3 separate regions of the Mus musculus genome follow, and all the other regions are linked to region 3. Evidence: chromatin contacts called from public ChIA-PET and HiChIP or PLAC-seq data. All regions are on one chromosome and are shown on one strand. The core of a region is the stretch at or near the end of the contact, and the rest is flanking DNA. Distances in the headings are between cores, read along the strand shown. Region 1 overlaps Gigyf2 (GRB10 interacting GYF protein 2). Region 2 overlaps Dgkd (diacylglycerol kinase, delta). Region 3 overlaps Inpp5d (inositol polyphosphate-5-phosphatase D).

What was found. ChIA-PET counts read pairs in DNA pulled down with a chosen protein or histone mark. HiChIP or PLAC-seq counts read pairs in DNA pulled down with a chosen protein or histone mark.
Region 1: a contact with region 3 is called in an RNA polymerase II ChIA-PET map of memory CD8 T cells, with 6 read pairs. The contact joins two enhancer-like sites. A contact is called at or near these places in 1 of 39 promoter capture datasets (stem cell-derived epiblast-like cells), 1 of 15 datasets of contacts at CTCF or cohesin (CD8 T cells), 1 of 484 Hi-C or Micro-C datasets (embryonic stem cells), 4 of 115 datasets of contacts at active chromatin or transcription factors (acute myeloid leukemia, bone marrow-derived macrophages, embryonic stem cells and 1 more) and 3 of 9 other capture datasets (adipose tissue, embryonic stem cells and liver).
Region 2: a contact with region 3 is called in an H3K27ac HiChIP or PLAC-seq map of microglia, with 4 times the contacts expected there. The contact joins two enhancer-like sites. A contact is called at or near these places in 2 of 484 Hi-C or Micro-C datasets (DN3 thymocytes and spermatogonial stem cells) and 3 of 115 datasets of contacts at active chromatin or transcription factors (effector CD8 T cells, large pre-B cells and microglia).

The regions. Positions count from the first base shown.
Region 1 is chr1:87,415,875-87,420,346 of GRCm38.p6, forward strand. Gigyf2 (GRB10 interacting GYF protein 2) reads left to right here. Exons shown (of 29, transcript NM_146112.4): 15 at 944-1,110; 16 at 3,214-3,305; 17 at 4,411-4,472. Among named protein-coding and RNA genes, the nearest start is that of Kcnj13, 23 kb to the left of the region's middle. Within about 2 kb of position 2,202, at least 7 of the 459 cell types and tissues checked have an H3K27ac peak or open chromatin away from gene starts, as enhancers often do. A contact at or near this core is called in CD8 T cells and memory CD8 T cells, where this site is marked.
Region 2 is chr1:87,909,703-87,914,399 of GRCm38.p6, forward strand. All of the region lies in intron 3 of Dgkd (diacylglycerol kinase, delta), which reads left to right. Among named protein-coding and RNA genes, the nearest start is that of Gm19582, 58 kb to the left of the region's middle. Within about 2 kb of position 2,744, at least 13 of the 459 cell types and tissues checked have an H3K27ac peak or open chromatin away from gene starts, as enhancers often do. A contact at or near this core is called in microglia, where this site is marked.
Region 3 is chr1:87,656,839-87,661,361 of GRCm38.p6, forward strand. All of the region lies in intron 2 of Inpp5d (inositol polyphosphate-5-phosphatase D), which reads left to right. Among named protein-coding and RNA genes, the nearest start is that of Inpp5d, 39 kb to the left of the region's middle. Within about 2 kb of position 2,308, at least 120 of the 459 cell types and tissues checked have an H3K27ac peak or open chromatin away from gene starts, as enhancers often do. A contact at or near this core is called in CD8 T cells, memory CD8 T cells and microglia, where this site is marked.

The DNA of each region.
Region 1 (4,472 bases), core at 952-3,451, 240 kb before region 3:
CTGTGAGTTTGAGACAAGCCTGGTCTGTAAAACAAATTCAGTACAGCCAGGGCTATTACACAGACCAAACCTGTCCAGAAAAAACAAAAAAAAAACAAAAAAAAAAAAAAAAAAAGAAAGAAGAAACAAAAATGGGATTACTGGATAAATGACTTAACAGTTAAAAAAGTGCTGCTCTTCCAGAGGACCCAGGCTTACTCCCAGGATCTACATAGTTATATAGTCAGACCCATCTGTAACTCAGGTTCTGGGGATCCCACACCCACTCTGGCCTCTGTGACCAGCCACATATGTGGTACAGAGACATTCCTATAGGCAAAACACCCATTCATACCTAAAAAAAATTTTTAATGCTAAAAAAATACTGAAAATTTGTCTCTGTTCTGTAAGTTTTTATGTTTAAAGTGCTCAACTAAAGAATGCTATTTTTTTCTCAAGGCCAGATTTGGTCTAGTTGGGTACATTCATTGCAGTTTGCCTTAGTTCAGTTGATGATTGCTTTTTACAAATCACTAATCTCCAACAGAACATAACAAATGTAGCCCTGAGAATTTAGTGATCATATCCAGCACATGCTATCAGCTCGTCAGTGTATTTTACGCTCCTGATGTGAGTTGTTGCAGAGGGCGAGACGGTTATTCTGCGTATAGTCATTAAAGCATTGGTGACAAATTTGAGACGCGTCAGGCTGGAGCTTGCTCGGGGGTGAGACTCAGCAGCAGGGTACTTGCTGAAAATGAGTAATGTCCTGGCTTAAACTCCCAGCTTGGGGACACAACATTGTGCATTTCAAAATTTAATTCCCTTTGTATCTAATTTTAAAAAATCTTATTTGTTACTTTTTGAGGTAAGCTGGTATTCTATAAAATTTTGAATGAACATGAGACTCAGGGAATATACTTATTTTTGAGCCTGACAGCATTCTCACTCCCCTTGTGTTTAGGTCCCTTTAACAATCAGGAGATGGCCGAGTGGTTTCAGGCGGGCTATTTTACTATGTCTTTGCTGGTGAAGAGAGCATGTGATGAAAGCTTCCAGCCCCTTGGTGATATCATGAAAATGTGGGGAAGGGTTCCTTTCTCTCCAGGCCCAGCTCCCCCTCCTCATATGGTGAGTATCTTCCCACTTGCCTGAGATTCACAGTAGACACAGGAGTACTTGTTTCTCTTTGAATGACAACCAGGGTTGCAGTGAAGGAAGAAAGAATGGTAGTTTCTCTTTCTTTTTCTTTGATACAGGGTTTTGGCCTGGAACTTGCTCTGCAGACCAGGTTGACCTCAAACTTGTGGTGGTTCTCTTGCTCCTACCTAAGTTGCTGGGATCATAGGCATGAACTACCATACCCAACCTGGTAGTTTCATAGAAGTAAATTGAAATGATAATGGGCATTTTTGAATGGGAGAATTGTATACTGAACACTAATGACCTTTTCAGAACTTACTGTGCATTCATCTATATATACTGTATAAAATCTGTCGGTGGTTTTCTAACCAATAAAGAATGAGACCAATATCTTATCCTGACCTAACCTGTAGGTCCTTTATGGTCTGACTCTCTCCCTTTCATAGCTCATGTCAAAGCTTTTATCTTCTGTGTTTCAAAATGGCTGGCCTCTGAAAAGTTCTTATTACTTTTACTTAGAATGTACACTTTTCCTCTCACCTCTATCTCCTTCTTATTTTCTGGCTCATAAAATTTCTTGAACTTGAGGCTTATCCAAATATAAGTGCCACTTACTGTGTTAGGATATTTTGAAGGCCTAATCCTTTGGCTGGGAAAATTTTCTCTTGAGGCTGGCCTTTCTCAGTTGAGTTGCTAGTAGAGGTTGCTATGTGTGTGTCTGTCTATGTTTTTATTAAATTGAAGCAAGTAGTGGTTGTCCATTGATAAAAGTGATACTATTTAATTTACCATGAATACTGGATTTCTGCAGTAACCTGATGTTGACTTACACAGCTATACTGAGGCTACCAGTGTTATTTTCACGGTAATTGTTTGATAGGTGGCAGTGAATGTGCTGTATCCTCTGTTATTAAAGGATGAGACTCACTGGCTTGCTGGCCATCATACTTTCTCTTCCATGATTCATACATTATTTTTGAGAATTGTTTCTTTTCAATCACAAGAACAATTATAGTGAATCATTACTTGAATTTACCTGACAAGTTTGAGCCTTATTTCCTGTCTTAAAGTTGAAATGTGACTTTGATGTGTCAGGAGCTAAAAGCTGCTCGCTTGGTTTTTGGCATGTTCTCACCCCTTGTTTTCTCCAGTCACAGTCTGCATCTCTTTAGTTGAAGCTGTACCTAAGCCTCGGTCTGTACCCTTCAAGGGGAAACTTTTGGGAAGCTCAGGTTGCTTGTTACCTGCTACCTCCTTCCTCAAAGCACTGATAAGAGAGCTGACTTTCACAAGCAGAACTCTTAAAACCCAGCTACTCGTGTGAAGTGTTGACTAGACCTTACTCCTGATATCTCTGAATTTAGGATTCTTCCTGCCCTAACCCATTGTATGTCAGATGCTTTATTCCAAGCTATAATCAGTAAGCCAGAAAAATACAAGTTCATATATGGTTTGCCTAGGGGTTAGTCTGTTATCTTAGGTTTTTATTTTTATTACTATAAACCTTATATTTTCTTTGCCTCTATTTTAACTTTACAAAACTAAAATTTCAGCCATCTTCTTTGAATTATTTTGAAATACAATGAAAATACTATTAGCCTGTGTTTCCACCTTCCAGTGTATAACTAGCGTTAGAAATCCCTAATTTGAGGGAGGAGTTCTCATCCTATCAGCTGTTAGGTCACTTTACTCTTTTTCATGTTGTCCTGTTTCTGTGATTTTTATGTGATCTTTAAAACAAGCCACCAAGATTTAGAGTGCTGGGTAATTTCTCAATTACAGTAACAGATTGGTAGATCACAGTTCAGCTTTCAGTTTGAAGTAGTGGATGACAGTGCTGAGTAAGGACTGCTTGTGACTTATGTTGGTAATGCCACCTCATACCACTAGGTGGCATTGCTTGGTTTTTTAAGGTAATGGGGTTTTTAGTTAAGGGTTTGAAGGGCACAAGTTTGGAGTAGGAAGCAAAGGTCTTGCGTGTGGTGTGCTATGTGTGTGCGTGTGCATGTGTGTAGGTGTGTATACTCGATGCTATGTATGCTCATTGCTGTCTATCTCATGGTGCTTCTTCTTGTACCTCTTTTCCCTCAGGGAGAATTGGACCAGGAACGCCTGACCAGACAGCAGGAACTCACTGCCTTATACCAGATGCAGCACCTCCAGTACCAGCAGTTCTTAATCCAGTAAGAGAGTGATGCAGTAGGATGCACTGCAGCATCAAAAGAACCTGACATAGAATCTGCTTCAAGTCTCACCTGTTAGAGTGAGAACTCAAGGCTTCTGTGATTCTTGAGTAGCCTACTAGTGACGTGTGTGCCACTGTCCATCTCATTGTAGCTTGCCTTTTAATTCTAGATTCCAGAGAATGGCATCTAATTAGGTTTTCAGGGTCTTTAGTTGCTGAAGAAAGAGCCAGACAATCATTTTATTGACTAAGTACTTTTTGAGGGGCACAGAGAAAAAACAGAGGAGAAGGTAGGAAGAAGTTAAAGAGTTTGTTGTTAGGAATGGTGTAGAACAACGACCAGCTCACTAAGGTTGTTATCTTACGTGTGTGTGTGTGTGTGTGTGTGTGTGTGTTGAGATATTTAACCGTATAGCCCCGACTGCCGTAAAATTCATGTTCTGCAGCCTTAGTCTCCTGAGCACTAGGCTCATGAAAAAGAAGTATTATTTGTGCAGGTAGATGGATTGACACTGTCAAGTGTTGGTAGCCTGCTGCCTGTTTTAAGCAAAACATTATTGGATCATATGACTTAGCTGTCTGTGACTGCTGTTAAATTACAGGGGAAGAACTGAGCAGTTGCATCTGTAAACCTAAAGACATTTTCTGTTTGCAACTTTCACAGCCACCAGAAAATGTTGCCCAGAAATTTCCACGCTGAAACAAAAAATCTGAGAAAATTTTGTAGAAGTGATTTTAGTTTTGCAGAGTTCTTCATTAAGAAATAGGTGTTCAAATTTGCTTATTGTCATTTATAATCTAGAAAATTTTATGGGTATTTGACATTTTTTGACATTCTGCAATATGCAGGATGTATATATCACACATGTCATTTATTTCATATGTATATGTGCACACACACAATTTTATATCTGTCCTTCAGGAACATCATATATGATGTGAATCAAAAATTTTTGTGACTTTATAGAATTATAAAATATATTTGATATTTCTGAGTTTGGTGGTTGGAGGAGGGAAGAAGTTGGGTTTTGTTTTTTCTTTCAATCATGTGAACTGTATGTGAGTAGATAGGTTATACTTTTTTTTTTTTTAAACTTTTGAAGACAACAGTATGCACAGGTTTTGGCTCAACAGCAGAAAGCAGCTTTGTCATCTCAGCAGCAAC
Region 2 (4,697 bases), core at 1,494-3,993, 250 kb after region 3:
TTGAGCCCATGTGGAGCACTGGGTGGGACAGGTTTAGTGTTATCTGTAATGCCTTTTATTTCCTGGTGAGGAATATTCTGCTTATGTTCCTGTTGGCAGGGCTGTAGCTGCTGGAAGTTTCTCCTTATCTCATGGGAAATTATGCACTTGTCTGAAGAGATAGAAGCAAAACAAAAGTTCATATTTAATCAAACAGAGGTTTTTAAAAAATTTTTTTTGAGACAGGGTCTTATTATGTAGACTAGGCTTGCCTGCAACTCCTTGCTTCTGCAGGTATTAAAGAACTAGAATTAAAGGCTTGTGCCATCATGTCTAAGTCAAATAGAATTCTCTTCTGTAGTTCCTTGTATGGAGGCATAGTATATATTGTAAGTTTAAGGCTGTTTCTTAAGTGGGTGCTACAAGTTGGTAATAACTGATACAGAGATTGTAGGAAACAGATGTGAAGTATTTCCAAGCTGTGACTGATACTGCTTTTCCTCTGCACCACATGGTTGCTATACTTGCTTTTATTGTATGTTTTGGGAGCTGTGCTGCAGAGGTTCTGTCTTTATAGTGTGAGTGTGGTGTCTACTGTATAAACACATTATAATTACTGTAGCCAGTCCTTTGTCATCTTTGGAACTGTCAGCACACGAGTGATTTCTTATCTTCCATCTTTATGAGTGTTTCTTTGAATAACTTTATGTATGCAGTGTGTGGTTTCTTATGGCAGTTGGAAGGTAGAATACATTTATAGAAGTGCTTCTGCTGAGATAAAAGTCTAAATTTTAAAGCTCACTAGATTTTATCATATGTTCTCCATAAAAGTTGTGGTTTCTTATACTCTGCCTTAAGAATCAGTGTAACCTGTTATCAGACTATGAACTCTATGAGTCTGGTAAGTTAACAAGTACCTGGGTGGAGGGGGCGCTGTTAATGGCTCAGAGGGTGAGGAAGTGACTAACACAGCTTGTACTCTGACCTCCACATGTGTGTTGTGACATAAACCCCTCCACACATAATAAATAGATGCAAGTAAAATAAACCTTTGAGTCTATACTTTCAATTTGCATTTCTCTTGGGAGGTATACCAAGCAAATATTTCTGTAGGGTTAAGATCTGTTTCTAACCTTGAATTAATACAATTCCAGTGGCCTTTCCTGTTCATTTCTGGGTATCTATCTGTCTCCTGCTGTCTCTTCTGCATGTGGGTTCTTTCTTCCTTTCTTCCTTCCTTCCTTTCTTTCTTTCTTTCTTTCTTTCTTTCTTTCTTTCTTTCTTTCTTTCTTCCTTCCTTCCTTCCTTCCTTCCTTCCTTCCTCCCTTCCTCCCTTCCCTCCCTTCCCTCCCTTCCCTCCCTTCCCTCCCTTCCCTCCCTTCCCTCCCTTCCCTCCCTTCCCTCCCTTCCCTCCCTTCTCTCCCTTCCCTCCCTTCCTCTCTCTTTCTCTCTTTCGTTCTCTTATATGAGCCATAGCACGTACATGGTGGTCAGTTCTGTCCCCTAGGACGTAGGCTCCTGGATTCAGACTCAGGCTGCCCTGCTTTCCCTGCTCAGCTGTCTCTTCAGTCCGTGCAGATGGACTTTTCTAATTAGGATTTCTGAGAGTCTAGGCAGATGCATGGTTTCCTTTTCTGTTTTGTTTTTCTTGTCTTCTGTTCATTCTCTCCCCCTACCCTTTTGGTGAGGGATAAGACACTCACGATGTAGTTCTGGCTGGCATGGTACTGGCTGGACCAGACTGGTCTCCAGTCTCTGCCACAAGGTGTTGAACTTAAAAGTGTGGCATACCGTGTTTGGCTGAATGGTTACTTTTATGTTTTGAGAATTCCAACCTCTGTATAGTTTGTCTTGAAACACAATGTTGGCAGGTGGTGTGGCTGCCCTGGACAGTCTTTCCAGGGAGATGAGGACTGTGGGGCTGAGGTAAGTACATATTTGGGAATATCAGTCATGAGAGTGAATTGAGGGATAGGTACAGACAGGGCAGACTCTGTTATTTGTGGGCAGTTCAGAAATATGGAAGGTAGTAGGGCCTGATTGGAAAGGAACAGGAGGCAGATTTTATTTGCTAGGACTTGCTGTGATGATCTCGTTCCATTGGCTGGGCTGTTTATGGTAGAACCATTCAAGAATGCAGTGTCCACATGGACTGTCTCTTGGTCATATCACAGGGGAGTCCTGGGACAGTGACAGGTGCTGCTGACGTACACCCTGACAGAGCTAAGATGTGGTGGTGCCATCAGTACCTGTTTTCAGATGGGGAAATGGAAACAGGAGTTGGAAAAGCACCTGCTACAAGTTATGGAGCTTTGGATCCAGGGGCCAAAAATGTGGTATTGGTCCAAGGCAGGTTGTATCCCTGCACTGCCCTCTGGGGTTTGATCACCCCCTTTCCAGAAAAGAAATAGACTTCCCACATTCAACCAATGAAGCTAGGAGGGGTTCAAATTAGTGTCTGTTTTGAACTTCCTCGTTATAGAATAGGCATAGATTTAAAAGAAAGAAATCCAAACTCAGGTTCCTCTACATCTGCTAGCTTAGCCTTTGCTATGCTGTTCAGGCTAAGGAAATGGCACCAATGATCATTTGACTAATTGACTGATTGGCTTTAAGCATAACAGTTTTTTAAAGTTATTTTTTCAGAATGTGCAGGGCTAGATTAGGGGAGGGGCAAAGATCTGTTTTCCAGTGTGTGCTGGAATAATGCAGCAGTTCCTCTCATAGTTGTGGAAGTGGTAGACATAGCATCAGTATAGAAGGGGATATGTAAACTCCTCATAGTTCACCGCTATGAGTGTCCTGGTACCCCGCTATCTCTGAGCTATGCAGTATCAAGTACTTGTTCTTTCTTTGACTGTGTTTCTTATGCTGATGAAAATGTTCACATTTTGAGGTTGTGCTAGAGGGAGTCATTAAGGAGAGTTTGCAAACTCTGCAGAAGAGCAAGAATAATGAGCAGGGTTTCAGTTCCCACCACTATCTGCAACAAGGTCTAAAGCACTGGCTAGCCCCACTTCCAGGCCTCATATGCGGTCTTTGTAAACATCCGAGGTGGTTGTAGGTCTGTCTTTCTCCAATGTGAGTATTCTCTGGGTGGCAGCTTCAACTTCATGTTCTTAGAAACTCAGCTCTGGAGCAGACTCCCAGCAAGCTAGTGGGGGTGTGGGGTGAGAGGGAAGCTTGTGGTGCCTGATCTCTGAAGGCAGTGCTCCTTGTCTGTTGTCTCTGTTCATTTTCCTATGCTCTTGGCTTTTCCCAAGCCCCAGATTCATCATTCTAGGAACCTTGGAAACATGAGAGTAAACAAAGTTTTTATTGGAGACCCAGTTCTGTTCATCCTCTCTGTGTGAACCTTAGTTGCTGGAAAGAACACTGCTTCTGTGTGTTTTGAGTCCCAGACAAAATGTACTTGAATGTCATGTTTGTCAATTGGGTCTTCTTAATGTAAGTTTAAATAGATAAGATGGATACAAATGTAAACGTTAAAACCTTTAATTGTGAAGATCCCCCTGAAAATAGGCACTTTCCTAAACGTATTGGTGGGAATGCGGTGGGGGATGTCCAGCACTTGCAGAAGGGAACTTGGCAACATTTAGCAAGGTTACATATGAATTTATTGTCTTTCAGGGAAATTCTACTTCTAGGAATTTGGGCCAGAGATATACTGTAAAAATAGTAAAAGATCATTCATTGAGGTACTCCATGAAATAGCAAAGGATTTTCCACAGTGCAGAGTTCCCAGTGGTAAACATGACTGGCTGAGAAGCTGATGTCTGAATCATAGACTGCTGTGCTCCTGTGAGGTAGAGCTAGGGACTGTGTGCTATCAGGCATGGAGGCCAGGATCTACAGTTAGGAGAGAAAGCAGAGGTGGGAAGTGGTAGCTGTAGTATGCTTCTGTTTTTACAGGGAGTATAAATACTTTTTTGTTTGCATGTAGCTTATAAATGGAAGCCAGCCAGCCAGCCTGCCTGCCTGCCTGCCTCCCTCCCTCTCCTTTCCTCTCTCCCTCCCTCCTTTCCTCCCTCTTTCCCTTCCTCCCTTCCTCCCTTCCTAAGGTAATCAAAATAGAGGGAAAATACACTTAAAAAAAAAGAACTTCTACTCAAACTTTGTTTTGTATAGATTTGATTTTGGAATTACTTAAACATTTATATTATTTTATTACATGTATTCATTTATTTATGTGTATGCATAGATATTATACTTGTGTGGAGGTCAGCAGTTGATTCCCTCTTCCCACTGTGCAGGTCCTGGGGAATGAACTCAGGTCATTAGGCTTGGCAGATGACCTGCTGAGTCATCTTGCTTGTCCTATATCATTGTACAGTAAAATTAAGAGGTTATGACATTTTTTGATAAACCTTGTCACTTTCCCCCTAAACTGTACCTGTTCACCTCCCACCAGTGCTTGAGAAAACCTCTTCCACAGCTTCAGCAAGTCTGATGTTATCTTCTAGAATCCTACCAATCTGAAAAGAAAAAAGAGGCTATTTCTCCCTTCTGTGTCCTTGCATTCCTTTATTAGCGCTTTCTGTTCTTCTGTGAGTCTGAGTCTTTCTTCCTCAGAAGGCTTCTCATTAGTTTATAAACTCTTCCCACATTCCTTTCCGTTTGTTGGTTAGCACCGGTTGTGTATCATTCCAGCTAAATTGCTTCGTTCCTAACTGTAGAAGCTGTTGTTGCTCTGTTGTCTTAGGTGCAGCACATGCTCA
Region 3 (4,523 bases), core at 1,058-3,557:
TCTTCTTTGGGGATATCCTTTAGAGAAACCACTCTCAGCCCTAGAACTAAAGACAGGTTTCTGAGTCTAAAGCAGTCCCCCAAACTATTCTCAGCCCAAGCTGCCCCTTTCCCCAGGCTTCTGGGTCTCTCTAGCTGGCCACGCCTCCTCAGTCTATTAGTGTTCTAGCTGTACCAGATCCCTGTCCCTGCCCCTTTCCCCTTTCTTCCACCCTACCTCCCTCATTCAAGTACAGACTCTTACCCTGTACTGCTGCCAAAGTGATGTCATCCTGACCAGCAGTGGTTTGCACCTGTAATCGCCACACTCAGATGATGAGTTTGAGTCAAGTCTGGGCTATAATGTAAGAACTTGAATCAATCAATAAATAAAAGTTAAAATATCAATCCTACATGAATGCACACCCCAGCTCTTGAGTGCTCCCAAAAGCTTTCAAAATTATTGTTAAAAATAATAGTAAGTTCTACAAAATCCCAGAGGCCCCAGAAATCATGCGCTCTCCCCTTCACCCACATGAAGTCTTTTTGGCCAAGGCAGAGGAGGTGAGTAGACATTGAGAAGAAGGCAGACGGAAGGTAGAGGAAACTTCCTGATGACTGCAGAGATAGGAGAGGGCAGAGGGGCCTGTGGAGAGAGACTCAGGAGAAGCTGGGTCCTAGACACACTGATAACTGCATAGGGAGATGGCAGACCATGCTATCTAAAACACAAAGGCCTGGTCAGGCCAGCTGAACTCCTGAGCTGCCCTGCTGCCACCCCCCTTCCACAGTCCCCCTTCCCCTTCCCCTGCCCCCTGCCCAGCACAGCTCTCAGATCTTCTGTGTAAGTTGTATCTGTGGAACACCCCCAAGCTTGGACTGAGTCTAGCCCCTGCCTGTCCCTCAATCACCGTCTTTTCAACTGGCAGACTCAGGGTCCTCACTAAGAAGCAGAAATAATAAACACGATCACTGGCACCCCTCTGCCCGCAGACAAATGTGTTTTCACCCTGCTTTCACCCTGCTGCCTAAGCCTTGTCTTCTGACTTTCTCCTTGGACCTGAAGAGGGTGCTTTGATTTGGTGTGAATCTGCATGGAGCTCTTTGGTTTGGGTTCCCCACTTCCCACTTCCCACCATCTATAAAATCTCCATGGTAACTGAATGGGCCGGCCTCAGAATGGCTAAGTAGCTAAAGATCGCCTTGAATCCCTGATCCTCGGTCTCTGCCTCCCAAGGGCTGGCATCTTGGGCCTGCAGTCCTGCTCTGGGAAGTCTTTTCAACCTAAAAGGAAGGCTACCCCAACCTTCAGGAGTGGCCACCCGGAGCACCACACTTCTGCTCAGCGGCTGGCAGACTTCCTCCCCTGTGCCCAGTCTATTTCAGTTCTGCATTTAGAGATGTCAGACAGTGCTGACATTAAAACTATCCCCTGGGATGTTTCAGCTTGTCTAGGGCTCTGACCGCCCAGGCCTGCTCTTTCCTGCTCCCCACCCCCACCCTGCCCCCAGGGTATTTTCAGTCATCCCCAGGACTGCATCTGAAAAAGCAGCCAGCAGTCTGACCACCAGCTGACCTTCAGATGACCTTAGTCTTAAAGGTACCAGTGCCCTCCCTCCTCTTCCTCAAACCTGGACCCCCCCAGCCTGAAGGCCAACCAACCCTCCATACCCAAAAACCTTTGTGCATGGCTTTGTACCTTCTGGGATATTGCTCCCTGGTAGATGCAGATGCCAAGAGATAGAACAAGATTTTCCCTATAAGATCTAGCTGGGCAGTCCACTCCCCTCCACCTCCCTGCACCTTTTATAGTAGCGTGGTCTGTTTTATGGAGCAGATGTATCTCAGAACAGTGGGCTGTGGTTATGTACCGTACCAGTTTCCCCTGTCAACAGACCTGGGCTATAAGACAGGGTTTTTCAAGGCTCTTGTGAAGGGGGGGGGTTGGTAAAGTAGGAACCACAGTTATATCCCAAGGCAGAGTGAGCTGTGCATTCAAAGCTTGACTCCTTGGGTTGTTGTCTATAAAGGCCTTATAAAAAACATTGCTTCTAGTTACTCTGTGTAGACATATTAACTAATCAGAGACAAGGACTATATTTCATTTCGTGAACAGAACTAATCCTTACTTTATTGTCTTGTGTGTGACTTTTGATTCTGAACATAATAAATTCATGTCCAGTCTGTTGATTAAGCAAATCCCATGGAGAGGTCTATCAGCCTCAAGCCTGGGATATCCCAGTTACAAGCATTATTTTAAAGTAGGAAGAGCCTGAGGCTGAGGGTGGAGCACAGTGAAAGGGCTCGGGCCACACCATGCACCACACCCGCTCATCTTCAGGTTCTCTCTCTCTTGGATCAAACTGCCTGCCACATGCTATAGTTAATCTGTTAAGGAGAGAAGGAATTCATGCCTGCCAAGTGGAAGAGGAGAGTCACCGGGGAGCAGGGGCCTCACGGTCCATGGGTATTGTGGGGTATCATTCCTAAGGGGCACAGTGAGGGTACATCAGTAAACAGCTCAGAAGGCTGTTAGAGGCCCACAGCTAACTCGAGACCTTTGGGGTTCCTTCTCTATTTCAAAATGACTTGGTGTATCTTTTAAGGAAGGCCTTAGCTGCAGAATGAGGAACAAAAGCTGGCGGCCTAGACGCTAAGAATCCAGAGCCACGCCCCTCTGCTGGCAGGGAACTATGAACTAGGCCTTGATCTGAGCCTCATGTTCCATGTGACACACAGGTGCTTCTCTGCCATCATGATTGTCCTCTGGTTCATTCACTCCTTTGAGTTTAGCCAGTGAGAGCCCCAGCCAGGTGGTAAGACAGCGAGAGGAAGATAGTGAAGAAGCGGGGGTGGGTCCTCTGGCACTGGCTCCCTCCTGCTGGGAGTTCTCAGTGGGCTCCAGCACTATCCTTCTGCTGGGAGGTTCCAGGGGGGTAGGGGTAAACTGCTTCCCTCCGCTGTTAGCTCTAGAACTCTTCCTCTCTACCTACCAAACTCTCCCCAAATGCCAGTTTTATATGGCCATCTGCTTCCTGCTAGGACTATGACTAATGCCTATGACACCTTTCTTGACCACATTTTACATTTTAAAATAGTCGAAAAAGCACCACCTTTGGGATTGTTGGGAGAAAAGGGGGTACACCAAGCCCCACCTCTCACTGTTTCTACCTCCAAGCCCAAGCACACAGAAGGTATCTAACCTAGTTTTATTTCCTGTTGCTGTAATAACAAAAAGCAACTAAGGGGGTGGCGGGAGGAAAGGTTTGTTTTTGTTTTCACTCATAATTCCACATTACGGCCCTTTGTAACGGGGAGGTGAAAGTGGTAGCCAGGCAGAGGTGGCGGGTGCTGTTGGTCCCAGTGCTTGAGAGAGACAGAGGCAGGTAAATCTCTGAGTTCAAGGTTAGCATGGTCTACAAAGTGAGTTCAAGGACAGCCAGGGCTACACAGAGAAACCCTATCGTAAAAAAACCAAAACAAAACAAAAAGGCAATACTCCTCTCCTATTCCCTGCCCCCCCACACACACACACGCCATAGGCCAACCTGATCTAGACAATTCCTCACTGAGACTCTCTTCCCAGATAATTCTAGACTGTGTCAAGTTCACAATTAAAACTACAAATTCTTGCCTGTCATTCTGATTCCAGTGTGGTAACCCCACAGAATCAGGGGTTGCCAGGCTCCTCAGAATTACAGGAAGTACGGTAGACCGAGATGTAGTATGTAGACCCCGCTCCTGTGGGGAGGGGGGCCTCTTAGGCAGGTGAATATGTGCAACATCTCATGTGGAAGGGGACCTCTAGGCTCATTACTAAAGGACATTATTGTTCCTCCTGGCCCACAGTCAGTACACTGCCACCTAGAAGATCTTCCCACGTGTTGGTTTAGGCTTAGTGGGGTTTATTGGCTACACAGAGCCGGCCATTCACTATCCACTCTGCCTGGACATAGGGCCTTTTAAGCCCATCTTATGAAGACAGCATTTTATACTGTGCCTCCAAGAGACCCCTTTCTCTGGCCTGTTGGGACCCATATCTCCACCATCTCCTCTGCCTCTGTCTGCTGCCTGTGAAGACAGGCTGCTTCCTGCTGGCCCACATGGCATAACAATTGAAATTTATCTCATGGGAATTTGCTTCCCTTAGGAGGGCCCTTGTATCCTTTCTGGGTACTAGAAGTACAAAGCACTCAGAGCTGTCCCTGAGCCCCAGCTCCTGGGTAGTGAATCTATATTATAGTGTGGCCATAAGGCCTTTGCAAGGACATTTCTCTGTCAAATGGACCCAGCACCCACCTGGCATCTCTGCCTCCTGTCTCATCCCCATCTGTCTCATCAGTTGGCCTTGTATATGTGCATATTCATTGCATACATAAATAAATAAGTGGATCTTGTTGCTCTGACTGAGTACCACAAACAGGGTCACTTTTAAAGATTAAAGTCCAGGCATGTAGCTTGAAGGTAAAGCAAATGCCTAGCATGAGCAAGGTCCTAGCCAGACACCCGTGAATAGAGGCATACAGCTTATTTGGCTCACAGTTC